2 separate regions of the Callithrix jacchus genome follow, and region 1 is linked to region 2. A link is a contact called in public Hi-C data. All regions are on one chromosome and are shown on one strand. Each heading gives the region's core, a stretch centred on a gene start, on an enhancer-like site or on the middle of the called end of the contact. The rest is flanking DNA. Distances are from core to core; before and after follow the strand shown.

What was found. A called contact is a pair of places that touch in the nucleus more often than the background predicts.
Region 1: a contact with region 2 is called in a Hi-C map of skeletal muscle, with 5 times the contacts expected there. The contact joins two enhancer-like sites. A contact is called at or near these places in 2 of 3 Hi-C or Micro-C datasets (induced pluripotent stem cells and skeletal muscle).

What each region holds. Positions count from the first base shown.
Region 1 is chr17:17,888,380-17,892,366 of calJac240_pri, reverse strand. The region is part of intron 2 of MECOM (MDS1 and EVI1 complex locus); the gene reads right to left. Among named protein-coding and RNA genes, the nearest start is that of MECOM, 520 kb to the right of the region's middle. Within about 2 kb of position 1,861, at least 2 of the 16 cell types and tissues checked have an H3K27ac peak or open chromatin away from gene starts, as enhancers often do.
Region 2 is chr17:17,367,913-17,372,169 of calJac240_pri, reverse strand. No RefSeq gene overlaps it. Among named protein-coding and RNA genes, the nearest start is that of MECOM, 4.6 kb to the left of the region's middle. Within about 2 kb of position 2,504, at least 7 of the 16 cell types and tissues checked have an H3K27ac peak or open chromatin away from gene starts, as enhancers often do.

The DNA of each region.
Region 1 (3,987 bases), core at 612-3,111, 520 kb before region 2:
TTTCGGGTGGGGGAGGCGGAGAGACTTTCAAGGTCCGGATACTTGCAGGTACTGCAGGAGGCCGGTAGATGGCATTGCGGCCCGAAATAAAGCGCCCCGCAGGCGGCTCCAGCCACGCAGGTGAACCCGCCTCTGCCCGACAGACGCAGGCACCCAGCTCTGCCCTCCGCCTCGCCAGCCGTTCCGCGTCCTCCCGAGCTTCACAACGGGAGGAGGGCACACTGCAGTCCAGGCCTGCAGACTCCAGCCTGAGAGACTATTCCTACGTCTCAACTTCTCCTCCCCAAATATAACCAAGAGTGAACGCTTATCCTCCGAGACCTTGGAAGATGTACCTAGAAGAATGGCGAATTCATTGCATCATCATTATTATTATATTAATATCATCATTATCGTCATGATCAGTTTTGTTCTCCACTGAATAAATTGTGAAAAAGACTAAAGGAAATCGTCAGAAGGACCTGAGCAAAGGAGGCTAACAAAACGCTAAATCATATCTCTCTATCTCTCTCTCTCTCTCTCTCTCTCTCTCTCTCTCTCTCTCGTGTGTGTGTGTTTGTGTGTGTGTGTGTGTGTGTGTGTGTGTCTGCCTGTCTGTCTCTCCCCACTCCCCCGCCCCATAACACTCCCTCTCTCCTTTGGGTATATAACAATAACTTCATGTAAAGGCAGATTCATCCCACTTATTCTTGACACAACTTGAAGTTTAAAGATAGACTTCTGAAATCCTACAGTAGTTAGACTGGTCTTGTTTCTCATGAAAGGGGCCTCTTGTGGCCCGGTGCGGTGGCTCTTGCCTGTAATCCCAACATTTTGAGAGGCTGAGGTGGGTGGATCATGAGGTCAGGAGATCAAAACCATCCTTGCTAACATGGTGAATCCCCATCTCTACTAAAATAATAATAAATAAGTAAATATAAAAAATTAGCTGGGCATGGTGGTGCATAACTGTAGTCCCAGCTACCTAGGAGGCTGAGGCAGGAGAATCACTTGAACCTGAGACGCAGAAGTTGCAGTGAGCTAAGATCATGCTACTGCACTCCAGCTTGGTGACAAAGCTAGACTCTGTCTCAAAAAAAGAACAGAAAAAGGTGTGGGGGGGGGCCTTGCTATTTAAATAATAATTCTTTAGAAGACCTGATCCATCTTCCCCAATAAGTGAATGAAACAGGAGAGAGGGTTAGAGGAAAAGGTTTTTGCAAGGGGCTTGCTTCTCCTGGGTTAGCTTGCTTTCCCTCAAAAGGTTTCTAAAACAATAAATAAATACAAGGAGCCAAATACCACCACCAATTCCCTTTATTCCTTGGGATTTCTGGTGAAATCTGTTTACAGTAGTTCCCAGTTACAAATTAATCTGCAAAAGCCGCTGTCTGCTCAGCAGTAATCAGTAACATGCGTGTTCTACAGTGTTTAGCACTGCCCTTGAAATGGGCTATTAAAAATAATGGTTTTACTATAATCTCAAACCAGCTTTAATTTGCAAACATGTATCAGGACAGATGATCTAAATATTAAGGGGATAGAATAGAACAAACTATAACAAATGTATAGCTTCGGGGAAAGCACAAAATTGAATGATTCATCAGTGATGTCTAAAAAGAGAACCAGATTTTAAAAACACTTTTCCAGAAGGAATGATTATTTTTTCTTTCTTGTTCTGTTAATTGTTGTTTATCAGGAAAAGGGCATTGGAAAATATGAGGGTTGAGTGTGAGCTGATAGATTTTCTGGGAGTTGTAAAGATCCCCCTTTGGCTGATGGCAGGGCTGGGGTGGGAGAGGTTAATGTGTTTTCTTCCTGGTTTGAAAAGGGCATAAACCCTCCTCAGGCCCCTTCCTTCCTTCCCCAGCTGTGTGGATTGCAGAATCTTTAAAAAGCCCAAAGATTTCCAATAAGGCCACTGGCTCTGCCTTCATTGTGTAACTGTTTATTTAAAATGAGTCAATATATTAGTTAAAGCAGTAAGAAGTTAGTGCTCCAGTATTCAAGTGATTCCCACAAGACTGTAAACTGATGCCTCTTTTAAGCCTTAAACTTCATGGTCGTCCCCGAAGTAAAAGTTCTGCTAATGGAGACCCTATGGGCATGGTACATTCCAGCACATCATTAAAGGAAAGAAAAGCAGTCCAGCCAAAGCCAGATGAAATGACTGCACTGTCCACTTTTAATAGGCTTCCTGTGGACAAACAGCACTGTAACACTCTGCAGAGGACAATATTTAAAAACAAGACAACTTGCTGGCAGTTTTCAATACCGTAAAGTTAATAAAGTATGTTCCCATTCACCCTGACATTATGTTTTTAGTTTATAGAGGAAGGCACTTTATAACCTCAGTTTAAGTTCCCTTAATTCTGCAGCTTTGGGTTTCTTGAGGTGGCTAAATATACACTGAACTCGAAGCCTGACATTTGTGTTTTAACACTATTTTTTTTGTAGCTTTTCAAGAACGTACAAGTGCAGTTTTACATTTCTCAAGTGGAGTTTTATTCATGGAGATTCTGTTAAATCCTGTTTCATACAGTTCATGTCAAGAAGCATGAAATAATCTGAGAAATTGACATTTGGCTGAACAATAAGTGCCTGCTAATTAAATTAGCTTCGTGTATAGATATTGATGTGTGTTTAAAAAGAAAATCAATGCTTCCTGTTCCATGTCAGAATAGGATTTCATAAAATCTTACCTAACCTAAAGGACACAAATATAAAAAATAATGTAAGTATGTTTTTTAGGACTCAAGAGACTCAAGAGACATATATAAACATTTCCCCCAATTTGTCTTTCCTCCTACTCCTCTAAATTCTCTACCACCCACAATTTCTTCTCCTAAATCTTTTTATTTAATTGAGTAAACTTTGTAATGAAGCATGACCTTTAGGCAAGATAGACTAGATCAGAAAGCCATGAAATCTAAGGTAATCCTCTGTTTAATTTTAATAATTTTTATTTTTTACTTTGATAAGTATTTTGCAACCTTGGTTCTGTAGCATGAAGGTGAATTCTGTGATGTTTTCATCAGGCAGATCCAGCAAAACAGTCCAGCACAATACAGATTTACCCACAAAAAAAGCTGTGACTGTCCATTGCCACCAGCACATATCACCACTGCTTTGGAGAGATTACTGGTGGCTCTTGGTGGTGGACTCTGCCTTTTTTCTTTCTTTCTTTCTTTCTTTTAATCTATTGGGGTGTGCTGTTAGAAAAGAGGAAATTAAAGGTAAAAAAAAAATGTAAATAAAAAATTTCCCTTGGTCTGGAAATGGGCCCGACTGAAAGCATGTTAATCTCCACCTCAGTAATTTGGTTCTCCAGGAGAAGACAGAAGCCCTGCTGCTGTGCCCTGCACTTCATAAATCACATCTTTATGTGGACAAGGTCAGGGCACCTAACAGCTCAGACATGGGCCTTTGCAGTGGCTCGAGGATTCAGGCATGTTTACTCTCCTATTCGGCTCTCCGAGGAGTAGTCCAGCACGCTTCTAATTACTTTTGATTATTTTCATTTGCTGGGGTCAGTCTGGCTTGCCAGGACTGCTGGAGGGTTGATTTCCTACAAATCTTGATGTCTTTGTAGGACGGCACTGTGTGCGTTCAGAATTAGCACCCCGTTATTGTCCCTACAGCATGGGATCCTTCATAAATAGACACGGTGATAACAAAAGTTTCCCCAGTGAACCATTGCCTACTTCCTTTCTTATTAATTAACTATACAAGCATAATCACCTAACTGATCTTTTCGAAATTGCCAAAGATTTTAACAGTTTAGTATTTTATAGTATATTTGGCCAGAATGAAAGTGGATTTCTTTTTTGCTTCGATTTTAAAATATATTTAGTAATGACTAGCAGATCTTTGGAAACTAAGATGAAATACTTCGCTGAAACAACAGCTCTGGTGAATAAATTATTACACTCAAAGATTTACTTTTCTAAACTCCAATCAAGGTTACCATATTTAAAATATTTCTTGTTGGACTCTTGATGTGTTTCA
Region 2 (4,257 bases), core at 1,255-3,754:
GAGGTGCGGCTGGAGCACCCTCCCCTTCTAGTTTTTAAAGTCCCGGGTGTCGCTTCAGCGCTCCAGGCTTTCTCCCTGGTCTTTCCAAGAGTTTCGGGCCACCAGAAAATCCAACCTCTGCTAACAAACAATAAACGCAACTCTTTGGTGTCCCCAGGCCAAGCCATTCTGAAAAGGCAAGGCATCGTCTTTTTCTAAAAAATAAAAGTATTCGCAATATCATTTGTTTTTTTAATTTTCAAATCTAAAAGCCAGGTTTCTTTTCCTTTTCTCTTTCTTTTTCTTTCTTTATCACTTGCTTTCTGCCCTAAATGTGCGCTAAGGAAGAGCTAACTTGCTAGTTCGAGTGTGTTTAACCTGATGGAGCAAACACCCAGGAGCAGCCGGTCATGCTAGCGGCTGATAGCGCCGCGACCTCTGTGTGTCCGCCCCGGCCGGTTCCCATTCTCAAGTGCCTGGACCCCGTCACTTCCACCTGTCCCAGGTCCCAGCCGTGAGACCAGAGCAGGTGACTCTCTGTTCAGCGGCCCCTGGGGTTCCCGACACCCTCTGACGGGATGTCTAAGCTGGCCCAAGAGAAAAGAGGCCTCCAACGAGTTGGCGGAGCTGCCCTCGCTACCCGCCCCCGCCCCATGTCTCGCCTTTCCCGCTCCTCCTGAAATTTCGTTTTCTTGGTGGACAGTAGCATGGATTCCAACGTTTGCTTGTGTTTTCTCCCACGGAAGCGAGCATCCTGGAAGCAATGCCTCTGGAAAGTCGATGAGTTTACGGGCTGTCTGGGTTTGCTTGTTTTATTACTGTCACTGTTTCGGTTTTTTTTTTTTTTTTTTTTTTTTTTTTTAGCAGAAGCGAAGAGCTTGAGATGGAAGTTAGAAGGAAGATGGGGATTGAAGAGAAAGACACATACAAGTGTATCCCTTCCCCCACTATGTTTTTTAAATTAATATTAGAAATGGCAAATAACCGATTTTCAATACATTACATGCAACAGGAAATTTTCCTTTCCTCTCATTATAATTGAACCGGCCCCACAATATCTTTGGAAGAAAGTTTGAATTCTTTATGGAGGTATTTCTAGGCCTATTGTCTTTGTGCAGTGAACTTTACATCATGCTATTCAATCACAACCTATATTCTCCTGGCTACCAGCAAGATTAATTTAATCATTGTAATGCAATTATTAATACTGTTTACCCAACGCTGGGTTTCAGGTTGGCTGTTAAGAAATTAAACTCTCGCTGGGTGACCAGAGCTAGGCAGGGGTTTCTTCATGTTGAAATGAAACAGTCCTCTTTATTTAGTCTCAGGGCTCCAGCTTTGGGCCACCAGCTCAATTAGCCAAAATGGAAACAATTTTCATTCATTGCAATAACTCACTGTTCTGGAGATCGCTTTCAAAATACACACTTTATTATTATACGCTGACCTCGGTGGCGTGGAGTGGCAATAAAAGAAAGAGGCAGAGAGATCTATCTAGCCCCCTTGGGCTATAATTATTAGAAATTAATTGGGTTCAGGACCCTGGGTAGCCTAGCTAAATTAATAGCTTGTCTAGTGGTTTAAATCCGAATTTTCAGTCCACAGGAGAGAAAGGGAGAGAGTCACAGACATGAAATGCAGACCCAAGGGACGCCTGAGTTTACTTGCAAGACACTCATCTATTAAATAGTGTCCAGAATACGTTTGAGTTGAGGAGGGGGCGGGGGCGACGAAAAAGAATGGAGCAAGATGGGAAGGGAGGCTGAGAGTGAGCGAAAAGGTCTCGAGTTGATTTTATTCGATTTTTCTTGCCTGCATTGTTTTCGGGAGGGGTTGCATTTAGGGGTTAAAATAAAAAATAAAGATCCCGTGTACTCGGAGCTGTCGTGCCGGAGTAAAAGTGAAAAGGGAGCCTTAGGCAAAAGGAAATTACTGCGAGCCCGCGTGACCTTTCAGGGAGGTAATCAATCAAGTGATCAACAGGGATATTTATCATCGCTATATAGGACTACTTCGCCCTGCACAGGCGGTGTGGGGGTGGGGCTGGGGGAGCAAGAGGAGGGTGGAGACACGCGCGCACTCACACACACACTCACAAAAGTTTCAACAAACCCGATAAGCCTCGAGACAGAACACGTAGGCTTTAATAAATGTTAAAACTACCTGTTTTGTCTTACACTGTCAGAGAAACACACACATACACATATAAGCGCACATCCAGGCAGCAGCGGCTGCATGAAGGTGTTAACTTTGAATGATCCGCCACGCTTTGCCCTAAAAGGGAAGCTTGCAGAGAAATGCGCGCTTCGAACGCCGGTGAGGCAACAGCTCAGGGCTAGCTCGGCTTCCGCGTCCAGCAAGGGAAAGGGCGCCGCGGCCGCAAGGGTCCCGGGGCGGCTGTGGGCAACGGTCTCTACCGCGTCTCGACGCCGGGGCCTGAGACACGGAACAGCCTCCTCTTCCTGCGAAATCCTCGCGCTGGCAGGGCGATGCGGCCCAAACCAGGCGCGCTCGGGCACGCGCAGCTGGGGTTCGTCGGCTGCAAGATTTCTGCCCGGTTACCTTCTCTACCTTGTAAAACTCGCCGTTTCGTGAACTGCGTTTTCGGTCCCGGATTTCTAAGCAAATCATTCGGTTTTACAATCCTGCTCCCTCCCCCTAGTTCTTCAACATCCTTCCCTCCAACTTCTGATGTGTATATAAGGAATGCGGAGCGGGGAGCGGTCAGTGTAGCTGGCTTTTAATAACGATGATGATGATTACATTAAATAGTCGATTTAAAATCTAGGCCCCCGCCCAGCTCCGGGATTATAATCAGCAGTTCTTTCGAGAGAACCTCGGGCTGATTACTAGCCCATGGGGTTGAGGAACTATTTCCCGAAGGGTTTATGAAATGCAAGTTGGGGTGATGAGCGCCGCCTCCCAGGTAGCAAGCCTAGGCTCCCGCGGTGTGGGAATGTGGGGCCGCGCCAGGGCCGTGCCTATTGGCACCAGAGGCGAAGCTCCCGCTCCCCTGCCCGCCGCTCTGGCCGCCCTCTCCCGGCTTGGAGCGGCCTCCTCCCGCACAGCCTAGTCTGCGGCGCCCTCGCCTGGTTTCCTTGGCTGCGGCAGCTCTGGTGCTCCCGCCGCTTAGGGCTCCAGCTGTGCACAGTAGCCGCCTGGGCGTGGGGGTGGGAAACAGCTGGAGCGCCCCGGGGAGGCGCGGGTTGGGGTGGAAAGGAACCCAGCAAGGAGGATTATGAGGCGAGCAAACCCCCGGAGCTGCTACTGGTTTAGGATCAGGAGAAGCAACTTCGCGGGGCACAAACCTCTGCCCTGTGGGAACTTGAGCTCCGGAAAGAAACCAGACTGCTAGTGAGCGTTGCCTGGGAAGTCTGGAGCTCTTGGGGTCCCTTCCACTGAAAAAAAGAATTACATGGAAGAGTATTTCTCAAAGTATAATGTGCATACGAATCGCCTGGGGATCTTGTTAAAATGCAGATTCTGATTCAGTAAGCTTGGGGTGGAGCCCAAACATTTCTCAACAGGCTCCTAGGTGACGCAGATGCTCCTCAAAGTGTGGTCCCAGACCAGCAACATCAAGCATCGCTAAGATTTCAATAGAAACTCAAGATCTCAGGCTCCAACCAAACCTGCTGAATCAAAACTGGCATTTTAACAAGTGATTCACTAGAACACTGAATTGAAGACGCACTGCAATAGAAAGTGCCTGGCCAGGTTTTCTTTCTTCTGTCTTAAATCCGGACGCCTCTGTGACTGAACCTCATTTCAAATCCTGCTTTCTGCCGTGGACACGGGAGAGGATGGAGTCAATGAACCTATCAATATAAAAGCTACATCTCCTCTGGCTCACTGCGGAAACCCTAGACTCTCATATCCATTGACCACTGCACTTAGGGGCCAAATGCCACCGGTGAGGCTTCCTAGATTCTGGTCTGATTCGCATCCCTTCCCGCCACTTTCTTCACACCCCGACCCCTTCATTATTTTGCTGCCAAGTCTATGGCTCTTATTTCTCCCTCCTTAACATTACAGTTTTTTGGATACATATCTTCCTTCCCCTTTCAGCTGTGGACATCTTGAAAGAGATTACGCCTTGATTCTCCACTTTGTTTTTTCATCTGCAGCATGGAAATAGTCATTTCTTCCCACATAGGATTAACATATAAAAATGCTTTGGAAGCCATGAAGTTGAAAGACCTTAAGTATCAAACCACTGGAGGTTCAAATCTCAGTCCTCCCCTTTACCAGCTGTGTAACCTTAGTCAAATTACTGAA